2 separate regions of the Mus musculus genome follow, and region 1 is linked to region 2. The links are chromatin contacts, called in public Hi-C maps. All regions are on one chromosome and are shown on one strand. The core of a region is the stretch at or near the end of the contact, and the rest is flanking DNA. Distances in the headings are between cores, read along the strand shown. Region 1 holds the start of Mmgt1 (membrane magnesium transporter 1). Region 2 overlaps Ints6l (integrator complex subunit 6 like).

Evidence for each region. Hi-C and Micro-C count contacts between places; a contact is called where the count stands out from the background.
Region 1: a contact with region 2 is called in a Hi-C map of uterus, with 4 times the contacts expected there. The contact joins the promoter of Mmgt1 here to the enhancer-like site in region 2. A contact is called at or near these places in 4 of 39 promoter capture datasets (the C10 cell line, fetal liver, hematopoietic stem and progenitor cells and 1 more), 2 of 484 Hi-C or Micro-C datasets (group 2 innate lymphoid cells and uterus), 1 of 115 datasets of contacts at active chromatin or transcription factors (the 230-238 cell line) and 3 of 9 other capture datasets (adipose tissue, liver and pancreatic islet).

What each region holds. Positions count from the first base shown.
Region 1 is chrX:56,593,508-56,600,157 of GRCm38.p6, reverse strand. It overlaps Mmgt1 (membrane magnesium transporter 1), which reads left to right and starts at 2,214. Exons shown (of 4, transcript NM_146234.4): 1 at 2,214-2,373; 2 at 4,716-4,768. The coding sequence starts at 2,295. It overlaps Gm36239 (a long non-coding RNA gene), which reads right to left and starts at 1,966. Exons shown (of 3, transcript XR_386934.2): 1 at 1,856-1,966; 2 at 1,004-1,100; 3 at 502-895.
Region 2 is chrX:56,466,900-56,473,686 of GRCm38.p6, reverse strand. The region is part of intron 2 of Ints6l (integrator complex subunit 6 like); the gene reads right to left. Among named protein-coding and RNA genes, the nearest start is that of Ints6l, 15 kb to the right of the region's middle. Within about 2 kb of position 1,851, at least 3 of the 459 cell types and tissues checked have an H3K27ac peak or open chromatin away from gene starts, as enhancers often do. A contact at or near this core is called in uterus, where this site is marked.

The sequences.
Region 1 (6,650 bases), core at 965-3,464, 130 kb before region 2:
AATCATTTTCTGCTTCAGATAACTTGTTATTAGATCACATGGAAAAGTTGTTATTAGGTCAAGTGGAAAAGTTTTATTTCCATTTAAATATGACCATTATCTAAGCTAAAACAAAATTTTGATGTGATTTTTAATTTTTATTGGTTATTTTATTTATTTACATTTCAAATGTTATCCCCCCTCCCAGTTTCCCCTCCACAAACCCACTATCCCTACAGCCTGCTTCTATGAGGGTGTGCCCCCACCCATCCACCCATTCCTGCCACACCCCCCCCTGTCATTCCCCTACACTGGGGCATTGAGCCTCCACAGGACCTAGGGCCTCTCCTCCCATTGATGCCTGACAAGGCAATCCTCTGCTACATATGCAGCTGGAGCAATGGGTCTCTCCATGTGTACTTTTTGGTTGGTGGTTTAGTCCCTGGGAGTTCTGGGGTGTCTGGTTGGTTGATACTGTTGTTCTTCCTATGGGGTTGCAAACCCCTTCAGTCCTCCCCCTAACTCCTCCTCTTAAGCACCGTCCTGTCAACTAAATAGTGTTGAGTTGGCTTGTTCTGATTCTGAAGTTCATTGTTACTTGTCCTTTTGTAAGGAATATATGCTACTGCAATTGCTATGGATCAAGCACTGTGTGTAGAGGGTCCAGAGAACAGTGATGACTATGACTTAATGTGATGGGATCCAGTTTTTCAGATTTGAAGAAACTTAAGCATACCAAAAGACCACAGGCTTTTAAGAACTAGACTGAATCTCTGTAAAGATCTTTTCAGTGATAAAAACACTCTTTGTTCTTCACCAACAGTTGTTCACCCTTCATCCAACATGTTTGTATGCAATGCCTGCTGTTTGACAATGTTCTAGAGAGGGAGAAAGCTGTCTTCTTGCAGCTCCCATCCTAGAGTGGGAAGAGAGGCAGCAAACAATAGCAACCCAACAAACATAATAAAGAAATAACATCGTTTAGAAGATGATATAAAGTCAGAATAGAATAAGGAGATCATACCTGAGAATGCTTCAACTTTCAAAGGCATGGTAAGGACCAGCAGTACTGACCAGGTACTGGTGAGTCAACTGATTCAGATGACACAGTTCTTTGGAGACTGATGGGAAAGAATGGTAATCAGGCTTCACACTTATTTTGTGATATGACATCAACAAAGCTGTGCCACTCAGCCAGGGGCACTGAAGTAACTTATATAGAGTTGAGGGTGTGAGTTACCTTTGGCCATAAAAATGTCGTGCCCACAGGGTTTACTCACACGCAAATGAATACTCAGCAGTGAGTAGCTAGGAATGCTGATCTGGAGCTAAGGAGTTATGGTATTTGAGGTAAAGTTGTTGATTTGGAATCACTGGAAAAACTAAGCTGGTCTGAAGTGGAAATGAACTAATGAGCTTGCTGAGAGTAGAGCGAAAAGAGATCCAGGAAAAACTCTCCTTCTGAATGCCTACATTTTAGGAGATGAAGATAAAAATGGAGAAAGGTTACAGTTGTGTGCTCATCAGACTGTTTCCAACATCCCTTTATTCTCCCTTCATACATTCTAGCTTTCTTCATGACAAAACAGTCCCGCTGTGCTACACTCTCTTTTGTGTGGATCTTGCTCATAGAAACGTAAAGCAGAAAGGTAAGATGTTGAACCAATGCTCTGAGCGTCCCCAACATGCGAGAGTTCAGGGCTCCATACCCCCCAAGTTACTCTCTACACTTTATTTACTTCCTCACGTTGATGCCCTTGCAACCTGCCTCGGTAACCGTTTCTGAGGCCAGAGGCATAAGAAAGACTTAGTGAAAGGAAAGGACTCTGTTGGGAGGAAAACCAAATCAATTAACCAATTATCAAATACCAAGTACCAGGCTTTCGAGTTCTACGCCCACAGCCATTTAGCAACGCCACCAGCCCCACCTTCTTCTCCTCCCAGGCCTTTCCGTAAGTCCCGCCCCTTCTCCAAATCCGGCGCGTATTTGCGGACGCTCTACCTCGTCTCCCCATTGGTCTCGCTCGGCCTGTTCTTTCACGCCCCCAACTCAGCCCTGCCTCTCTCCGGGAAGCTGCACTGCGCAGTCGCAGAGGAGGCCTCAGGCCCTTTTTCCGTGTCGCTGTCCCCTTCTTCCCGGCATTCCTTTTTCCGCGTTCTCTCGGCGGCTCTCTGGGTCTGGCCACCGCCGGCACTTCGCGCCCAGGGCTCTGGTGACGTCATGTTCCTGCGCCGCGTGGACGCCCGCCGGTGAAAGGAGGAGTACCTCTGCCGCCCTTCGTCTCCTTTTGTTGGGCTGCCGCTCCTTCTGAATCATGGCGCCGTCGCTGTGGAAGGGGCTTGTAGGTGTCGGGCTTTTTGCCCTAGCCCACGCTGCCTTTTCAGCTGCGCAGCGTAAGTAACTGAGGGACTGGGACCGCTCGCGTGGGGGACACCAGGGGCTGTGGGGGCGCTCCCCTAAGGGACTGTTGAACCCAGTGCAGGAGAGCCGTTTTAGGTCGGGGTGACTAAGTAAAGCCGTGCAGGGTCCTCAGCGGAGGGCTTGAGATCAGATGGCTGAGGAACACCTAGATTGCAGGACGGCCAGAAGAGGTTGCTGAGGTTTGAGAAAGAATTCAGACCGGGACTCTGTCCCAGAACTCCAGACACGACATGCCATATGCAGCCTAGGTAGCTAAGACAAAGTGTGGAATTGAGAACTTTGCATGCATGTGGCATCGTGACAGCTAGCTAGACAGCATCCCGGCCACTCTGCTGTCCAGGCAAAGACGGAGAAGTTAAGTGACCGCTTGCCTCAGGGAGGCACTGTGACACGGGGAAAGAGCAGTGGACTGGTTTAAAAGGTTGGTTGTTAACATTTTGCTTAACTGTTAAATCTGTGTGACCTTGGGCAAATGATAACGGTGCTGTATGGTGGGTTTTTATTTTTGTATTTTTTTGTTTTTTGTTTTTGTTTGTTTTCTCAGATCAATAATTGAAGTTGCTTCTGCTTTTAGGTGCTAGAGGTTCCTTGATTCCTTTAAGGGAATTCTTAGACTAGTGGAAAAACTAGTGGGCCAACAAATAATTGCAGTAAGATAATGTGAATGTTCCAAAGGTGTGTGTGTGTGTGTGTGTGTGTGTATGTGTATGTATGTGTGTATGTATGTTCATGGGGAGTAGTAATTTGGTGGGACCCTGGGGAAAGTGCCTTAGAGCTTTGCTGCTCATAGTGTGGTCAGTAGAGCAGCATCGTGGACATCACCTGGGACCTTGTTAGTGTCTACTCAGGCTCCACCTCAGAACTGTTGAATCAGAATATTCGTTTTAATAAATCCCTGGGTGATTTATAGTTTGTGAAGCACTGTCCTGGAGGAGAATAGGATACACTGGAGTACTGGTTATTTTCGAAGTAAGCTTTGGCTCTACTATAGTCACAAAGCAAGTAAGGCCCTTGCTTGAACTCCAACAGCCTCATTTTCCCAGTGAAGAAATGCCTAGCTGAAGATAGTCTTAAATTTCCAGAGTAGACTTCATTCAAACAAGAAAGTTAGCTAGAAGTGTGTCATTAAAAGGTTAATCCAAACAGCATATGATATTGGATTGATTTTGCTTTTATCCCTGTCCTTACAGGCTCTGTAAGTTCAAATATACTCTGCCTGCATATTTTTTTAAGCAGACTCAATACATTCACACAAGTCATTTTAAGTCTAGAGTACATTATGAATTAGGGATTGTCCTATTTAATCTAGAAGTGGATTGTCCTACTTCATCTAGAATAATATTGTCCTGCTTGATGTAGAATTAAGATTTTGGATTTTTATATTTTTCAAGTGCTAAGAATGCCTTGTGGACTGAAGCAAGACCTCTGCACTGCTCGTGCTGGCAAAAGACTGCCATTTACCTTTGACACTAGTTGTGTCATGGGAAATTGTGGCAGCAGATAGCATCCTATGGTGCTGGAGCATGCTCATCTCTGCCATAGTGACCTTTGATATAGCAGAGCTCTCACTGTTCATACACGAAATAAACCCTGTTCACCTTTCACGTTCCCATTTGCCACAGAGGAAACTGAGGCAGTGCAACTCTGTTCACTTTCCCATTGTAACATTCTGCAATTGAAGTAAGTGCTGGAGTTGCTGAGGATGTCTTGAATGAGGTACAGTAAATTGTAGTAAACAGAAAAGCTGGTGCTATGTATGACTTGGGGTTACCAGTTTCTAGATCCTGATCGCAGCCTTCAGTCCCTTGCAGCCTGCAGAAGTGAAGGCAGCAGCAGAATTAAGCAGTAGCAAGGACAGAAATTGAAGTCCTGGAACTCGAGTTACATCACTGCACTGAAGAGGAACATTTCCATACCAGTTTTCACTTTGGCTTCACTATGCAGTGGCAGGGTCATTGAGCATTGAAAATGTTTGTAGTCCTATTGATTGTTAAATAGTTATGACTTCTTTGACTACTTAGTGAAAGAAACAGTTTCAAAATTTCTAGAGTTTCTATACTAATGAAAAATTATGCTTAGTTCTTTCGGTTTCATATTTGCCATCTGTCACTTACTTAAGGTGATAAGACAGGCCTTGACAAGCATAAACTAATTCATAAAGATAAGGCTAACTATATTAGAAGAGGTTTTTGAGGAATCTGGGATCATTACTTTATGTAGTATATAAGTCAACCACTTTGGTCTATTGATTTTCTTGTATTTTAAGAAAGGAAAATGGGCTATAATTTCCTAATGGTGTGCTTCTGCTTTCTAGATCGTTCTTATATGCGACTAACAGAAAAGGAAGATGAATCATTACCAATAGATGTAAGTTGGTCGTTTATATTCCATTAAGTACACATTTAAAATCAGTCACTTTGCTTATGACAATTTTTATTTTGTCTTTTTAATTTTTTTTATAATTTTCAAGCATGATATGGCATTTGTTACCTGCTTCTTTTTTATTAAATTTTTTTGAATTAGAGTCTCAGTATGTAGCTCTGAATGGCTTGGATCTTGCTATATAGACTTGGCTGGTCTCAAATTCACAGAGATCTACCTGCTTCTGCCTCTGCCTCTTTCTTTGCCTCCTGAGTGCTAGGATTAAAGTCCTGTGTTACCTTGCCCAGCTGTTACCTGCTCTTATCACTGTAAAATCGAAAGATTTTGAAATCTTAAAAAAATTCTATTAGACCTTTTTGATCAGACATGGAGGCTTATACCTATAATCCCAGCGCTTGGAGATTGAGGCATGAGGATTGGTGTGAGTTTGAAGTCAACTTGGACTACAGAATAAGACCCTTGTCGTAAAAACAAAAGCTAAAGAAGGAAATGGGGGTGTCTCTGTATTGACAGTATAAAATGGCCTTTAAAAATTGTCATTTGGCTCAAATTTTTATAAAAATTCCTTTTTAAATATTTTATTATGCGTGTAGCAGTTCATGCCACAGCGTAAGTGTGTAGGTCACTTATGTGACAGTGTAACAGCAGGAGTCAGGTCTCTTCTTCCACCATGTGGGTCCCAGGGAAAAAAGTCTCAGGTCGTCAGGCTTGATGGCAAGCATCCTCACCTGCTCAGCCATTTCACTGTCCCAACAGTTAGTTCTTTTGAAAATGAAGGTTAAGAACAAGCAGTGCGGAAAAAGGTGGCTTTCAACTTGAGTTAATCCTAGTCCTCACTTGACTGTTTTACTAGTTTACTGTTATTAGATTTAAACTTACCAAAACTGTAAGTTCTTTGTAACAAACTTAAACAATAGTGTGAAAATATCTAATCATTCAAAATTAAAACAGTGGAAGCAACAAAACTGATCCCATTCCCTGGCAACTTCACATTTGCTCTTAATAGTTTAAAGGGCATCAGTGTTTAGGCTGTAGAGTGTATGGACAGTGTTGTCTTGCTGCATGTACTTTACCTAACTGAGACAGCTTTGCGGGGGCTGGCGAGGTGTCTCAGTGGGGAAAGACGCTGGCTGAAAAGCCTGATAATTTGACTTTAATCCCTGGAACCTACATGGTAGGAGAGATCCAACTTGTGCCAGATGGCTCAGATTTGAACCCTTCCTTATGCTATGGCACTTACTGCCCCCACCTATAAATATGAACCAAATGGCAAAATTAAGGTGAAAACTAGATCCTTTAAAAAAGCATTATGCACTTGCATGTGTAGTTTACAAATTGTTTTTGAAATTAAAATATAATTGTATCATTTTGCCCTTTCCTTTCCTCCTTCTCAATGCTTCCCGTGCACTCATCCCCCACTCTCACTCAACTTCATGGCCTCTGTTTCTTTAATTATTGTTATATGCATACACATATGTGTATATATTCCTAAATATATAAATACAACCTGCTCAGTTCTTGCAATGTTACTTGAATGTGTATGATTTCAGAGATGCCCATGGGGCCTCAGCCCTAGACAAAGCACAGCCAGCTAAGGAATGCCGAGAGCATGGAGAAATAGTCTTCCCGAGGGAAGAGCTCCCAGATTCGCTCTCTAATGCTAAGTGTGTATTTAGCTTTATAGTTAGCTAACGTTCCTGTTTTGTTTGTTGAGACAGAGTCTATGTGGCCTAAGTAAGCACTGAAATCATATGGCCCAAGCATGGCCTTGAAAGTCTTGAGTCTGCTGCCTTCATCTGTGTGCTGAGATTACAGGCATGTGCCAGTAAACCTACTTCAGAGTTACCTTTTCATGGACATAATCTTT
Region 2 (6,787 bases), core at 602-3,101:
AGAGTTTTCAAATTTCAAGTTACTCAGCCTATTTTCCCTGATGGCTAAGTTCAGGACACTTAGGGTTTGGGTAGTAAATTTAAAAATTATATGACCCTGGTCTAGTCCTGGGTGTCACCAGCTACCTGGCACAGTCCAGAATAAGTGTCTGGAGAACTATTTCATCATCCAAGAAATGAAAGAGCTATAAAACCAGCCCTAAGCCAGGCGTGATAGAACATGCCTTTAACCCCGGCACTCTAAAGGAAGAGGCAGACGGATCAATGGGAGATTGTAGTTAGCCAGGTTTACATAGAGAGTTCCAGGCTAGCCAGGGTTACACAGTGAGGCTCTTAACATCTTAACATCCCTTCTAATTTTCATATCCCATAATTCTACACCCCATAACAATCCTTCTAGAAACATTTACTTACCCTATAATTCCATGTCTTATAATAGTCATTCAAGTAAAACCGACCTACAGAAGGAAAACACCTACTGCCTTATAAAGTATGTTAATTTAGGTCTTGTTTACATTTGCATAGCCCACTTAAAAATACCATTTCGTATCAAGAGAAGAACACAGGGATTTCTGCAGACTGGTGACCCATTCTGTTCTCAGCTCTGCCTAACTGGCCACTAGCTACGTATTCCCCAGTTACACCAGTACACAGTAGAGAGAGTCTCCTCAGAGGTGGGAAGCCTCCAATGAAGTTTCTTATTACCACTATCTGTACCTTCTACCCTAAGTGCCAAGTTTAGAGCCAATCTGCCAGCACTGTCTTTCCCAGACTGTTGCTAAAGCCCCTTTGAATTGCCTGTTCTCTGACCTGCAGTGCTTCTGAGGTAGGTAGTCCTGGTCCTAAACAGACCAACATACATCTAGATCGGATCCTTAGTCAAGCCTTTATGAGGAAGAAGGGTGTTACTTAGAACTCTGATCTGACTCTCATGGTTGATGCCTGTAATCCCTGCACTTGGGAAAGCTGAGGCAGAAGAGTGAGTTGGAGGCAAACCAGACCTTGTCTCAAAAAATAAACAACAAAAGGGACTCTAGCTGGTTCTTGTGTCTATTTCTCCACTGGCTTCAAATGGAGGAATATTTAGCAACCGCCCACCCCCAAATCTCAGCATCTTATTCATCATTCCATTTCCCAGAGACCATTTCCTACATCTCTGATGTAGGGTTTTTCTTTATTTTATTTTTATTTTTATTATTTTTTTATTTTTTTGGCTTTTCTAGACAGGGTTTCTCTCTATAGCCCTGGCTGTCCTGGAACTCACTTTGTACACCAGGCTGGCCTCGAACTCGAAATCTGCCTGCCTCTGCCTCCCAAGTGCTGGGATTAAAGGTGTACCGCTACCACCACCTGGCTTCTTTATTTTTTTAATAGAGAAACTCTGCCCTCTATTAAACCTTGGCAGGAATTCTAAACAAGTAAAGGAGATAGAAGATCCACAGTGCTCGAAGGGGAGGGATGTGGGAGTAGTGCTAGAGCCCTTTCTGCTCTAGCTCTAAAGGTCATTTGTAATCCTTTTCCAAAATATTAGTGACCTTGATTGACTTAAGATAATTCAAATGTTTCATAAACACAGTATTAACATCCCCATCCAAAGTCGTGCATAAAGGTATTTAGGACAGCTGCACCTAAATGTTCTTTACAAACTATGTAAATTGAGTATAAGCAGAAAAAAAAAATAGATGATTGAAATTCTCTAGCATGGTTAGCTATTAAAAGGTACCAGCAGTGGATCTATTCAAAGAGCAAATAATAAAAAATAAAAATAAAGCACTACATGTTACAGACTGTCACGACCCAGCCTCTCTTACACACCAGTCACTGTGACCTTCTGTCCCCAACTCATGCCTCATTTGGGAGCACAGTTGCTCCTCAGCCTATCTTGACACTCTCCTGATAGCCGCACAGTCTAAGTCATCCCAGCTGAGGAGAGCCCTTCATGGCGACTGAATAACAAGGGCTGCTGTTGATGTCCGGGAGACAATACATGTTGCTTTCCCTCCTCAACACACATTTGGTTTTGCATGAAAGGAAATAAAAGCAGCCTGATAGTATTTGTTCTTCATAAGCCTATGCTAAAGGGCTAATCTCGACCTTCAGCTTCTTTGTAGATAGTTACAAACTAGATGATTAACGGATTTGAACATTTTCCCAGATGTCCCAAGTTAAAGTCTAAATATAGTAGGGCCATCAATTCTTTTGTTGAAGGATAAACAGTTTTTCTTTTTTTCCATCTGCTCTCCATAAGTTTAGGGAAAGTTTTCTCTGTAGCAACCCAGACCATTGAAATAAAGCAATTTCAACAGTATTTTTTAACCAGTTTACTTTCTTCTTCAATTTGACACTGTTCATCTTTGTCATCAAGAACCGGGTCTATGTCAGTAAACAGATGAAAAAGATGGAATGATGGAACAAAAATATGCCCAGCTTTTCCAATCAACTCTGTCTCTCCACAAGACAAATGACTTTTCTCTTGGTTCTTGTCCTTAGCCTTATGCCAAATATTTGTGCAACTTAAAGCTTTCAATGTTAAGAATTCCCTCCTTGGGATTAAAATGGATTCAAATTCAATTCTTCGCCCATCCCTGTTCCCAATTTTGGAGGCTTGTTTGTTTTGTTTGTTTGTTTGGTGGTTTCAGTTATATTTTAAAAACTGACTTGTTCGATCTTGTGTGTGTGCGTGCGCCTGCTTGTGTATATGTGTATCGCATGCACACCTGGTGCCTGGGGAGTCCAGAAGAGGGCACCAGGTCCCCAAGAACTGTACTTACAGATGGTCGTGAGCTGCCATGTAGGTACTGGGAACTGAACTCTAGTCCTCTGCAAGAGCAACAAATGCTCTTAAATTGCTAAGCCATATCTCCAGCCCCACCTTTAGCTTTTATTTCAGGTAGAGTCTCCTTCTGTAGCCCAAACTGCCCTGGAATTCAATATATAGACTGTCCTGGTTGACTCGTTGACAGTCCTCCTGCCTCAGCTTTCAAAGTGCTGAGTTTATGGACATGAGCCACCACACACAGGTCTGCTCTCCAATCTCTATATAAGAGATGTATCAGTAATAGAACACTCTGACAGATGAAATCATTAAAATAGCCATTCAGATTATTTCTATCTAATTCACCTCTGAAGGAAGGCATTAGCATTAGGGCGGACACATTGAGAAGATGCCATAGCATTGCAGCAATGAAACGGTTGCCTTGTGTGCCCTCTCCTATTTCCCCCAACATGGAAAATTTTAACTTGGTTTCCTTTGTGAAGATTTTCACTTTTTTTCCCTTATTTTATTTTACGGAGACATAGCCCTGGCTGGCTGGGAAACTGCTATGTAGAACAGCCTAAGCCCACGGAGAAGCATCCCTCGGCTTTGGCATTTGACTAATGGTACTGCTACACCCTTGGGAGGCTCAAGGGATGCATTCTGTTAGTCTTTTGATCAGTAGAGCTCTTTCTTACAACACACTTGGTTGAGGAATACATGGTTTCTCCGATTCCCATTTGTCTGAGTTACTCCTTGAGGGCCCCTGCATCTTGAACTTGCTAAAATCTGCAAAATCCATTCTCATTCACTAGAGAATCTCTCTGCCTGTGGACACGGAATGCTACCATTCCATCCCTGTGCTTCAGGAGGTACAACTGAACAAGACTGTCTCCTACACTAAAACAAAACAAAACAAAACAAAACCCACTTTATTAAAAAGTGGTTCCCTTATATATTACTACAAATGCTTATTTATCACTCTGTGGCCTGTTGAATTGTTTTCCAAGGGGCTGACAGAGACTCACAGGATTACATGTGTTAAGTAAACTGAGCAGAAAACAAACAGTCAGTGAAAAGTAAGGTAAGAGCAGAGGAAATTTGATCTTCAGCAGTGAGTGGATGGGCACATGTAGAAATTAACAGTTTCAAGACTTTCATCTTCTGTCTGAGTCTATTGCACTGCTACATATAATGGAACAAAACTTGGATATCTATGTTTTTTTTTTTTTAAGCTCTTTTGTTGGCAGGAAAATGGTTTGGTGGCTAAGAGCACTCATAGCTCTTCAAAAGAACCCAAATTTGGTTCTCAGCACCCAGCCCTATCAGATGGTACCTAACCACTTGTAATTGCAGCTTCGGACACTCCTACAGCCTCCTTTGGCCTCTGTGGGTGCATGCACATACATACACACATATACATAAATAACTAAACAAATATTTTTAAAAGCTACTGTGCAGATTTTTGTTTTCAATATTAGCTTCTAAGATGAGATTTGTTTTTCTTTTGTTTTTTTTTTTGGTTTTGGTTTTGGGGTTTGGGTTTTGCTTTGTTTTGTTTTTGTTTTTGTTTTTGTTTTTGTTTTTTTGAGGAGTCTTACTATATAGCCAGGCTAACTTCAAACTCACTAGCCTTATGCCTTTCTTAGCCTCTGACTGCTAAGAGTCCAAGTGTTATCGAGCCTAGGTACAGTGAGACATTTTTGTGGACAGATACACAAGATAAAAATTCACAGAAATGGCCTAGGGAAAAGCACACTTGGCTCTTGGTCAGGGATGACGCTCAGCAATGCGAACAGGATGGTCATTTATGACTTTCTAATATCACACAGCATCTCTTCCCAGGGGGCTAATTCTTTTTTTAAAAAAAAATATCTCAAAATAAGTTTTGAGTTGATTTGCACAAAATAAAAGTAACATTCATTCACTGTTGAAAATCCACCCATAAAAAGAAAGCTAGTCTGTTCGCTCAACCTTCAGCACCTGGATTCTGAAGTAATCATTGACAGGCGACTTGGGAAAAGCAAGCGTTGTAGCAGCAAACAGGAGCACTATAAAGTGGGGTGGCACTTACCAACTTGAGTAAGCTATTTTCTGAAACTTCAAGTGATTTCTAAATCACACGGAATTCCACTCCTCAATTATTCCGCTTCCTGCCTTTCAGCCCTATAGCTTTCTCCTACTCCCTTCAGGAAGGAACCATGGAAATAATCCAGTCTGATCCTGTCGTTTACCAGATGAGGAAACTCACACCATAAAAGATTCGGGCGACTTGCTCAGGGGTCATGGGTGTAATTAGTAGCAGACTCAGGTTAAAACCCTAGGTCTCCCACCCTTGCAGCTCAGGCACAGCATGCAGGAAGCCAAGGCAGTGGAAAGCTCGTTTTGCAGACAGGATGGACTATGCCCAGCTTTTGAATCCACTTTTAACATATAGCTTAAAAGCATTACTTTGAAATGAAGTTCACACAGGACATAATGGCTCCTGCCTTTAATCCCAGCACTTGGGAGGCAAAGGCAGGTAGATATGCATGAGTTCCAGGCTAGCCTGGTCTACAGAGCAAGTTCCACAACAGCTAGGGGCTACATGGAGAAAACCTGTGTGTGTGTGTGTTTTTGTGTGTGTGTGTGTGTGAGACAGAGAGAGAGAGAGGCAGAGAGACAGAGAGAAAGATAGAGGGAAAGAGAGAGACAGAAAGAGAAATAAAATTTACAGTGTTTATATACGTGTGGAAATTTTCATGGAAACGAGAGATCTGCTTTATACATCATTGACATTCTTCTCTAAGAAATGAAGCAGAAGGGAGTCCTTACTTTCCAATGCCATGGCTGAATTAAATGTTTGATACGAACCCAAGAATCCCACAGTCTATTGCCTAGCTATGTGGGCTCTCTTCCATGGTGACAGAAATGCAGAGACTGAGCCTTTTCACTAAACAAATGTGCTTCTAGGCAACTTCAGGCCAATTTAAACCAATGCGCTCTGGTCTGGTTCAGGCTAATAAACCACTAAAGGTCATACTCCAGTTCCCTCCCCCATTCCCTCGGAGCCTCTCCAGTATAACAACAGTTTAAAAGCACCTTCTGTCACATCATCCCCTCAAGTCACACCCTTAATGGGAACCTTTCAGTTCACTTCCTTCCTGATCCCTCCCCCCACCCCAGTCCATAAGCTGCCAGGCTGTGGATCTCTTAGGTCCTTTGTTAAGTGAGGTTCTAAGGGTTGCAGACAGAGTCCGATAGTCACACCCAGCAGGTATATGAGACAGGTCTGGCTGAAGTGTTAGGCCACAAATGATGAAGTATAAATTTATAGAGAAACATGGAGCAGGTCCCAGAGAGCTCTAAAAACCCAGAGAAAGTTGGACTTGGCCTCCATAGGCATGGAGAGTCTTTGAAGGTTCATGGGGAGAACGATGTGAGGAAATGAAATTTTAAAGAAAATGAACAGTTGGTTTGAACGGATGGTAGGAACATGGGAGGTCCCTGGAAGACCAATTACAAGGTTGGTATAACGCTCAAAGCATCACAACATAGAGGGCAGCAAAAGTGAGTTGAAGCTAAGGCTGTAGGAGGCCTGTTAAAGGGACGCCAGCTAGGCCTTAGAAAAAAGATGGAAAGAATCAAAGCTGCATCGTGGTTTGCTTTAAATCCTACGTGATTTGATGCAACAGGACGACTCAATCCATGGACACCGTAACTGTGCCGTGATGGTTAGAGCAGCTAGCTAGGGAGGATATTTTGCTTGTTTGTTTGTTTTGTTTTTGTTGGTTTTTGTTTTGTTTTGACACAGGGTTTCTCTGTGTAGCCCTGGCTGTCCTGGAATTCACTCTGTAGACCAGGCTGGCCTAGAACTCAGAAATCCGCCTGCCTCTGCCTCCCGAGTGCTGGGATTAAAGTCTTGCGCCACCACGCCCGGTTTGTCCTAACGCACGGCTTTGTCCGAGCTTCTTAAGTTTTTTTTTTCCATTGATGAATGCATCCTGCTCTTTTCATAGTTTGATATATTCTGTCTGCATGGATGCTTCTCCCC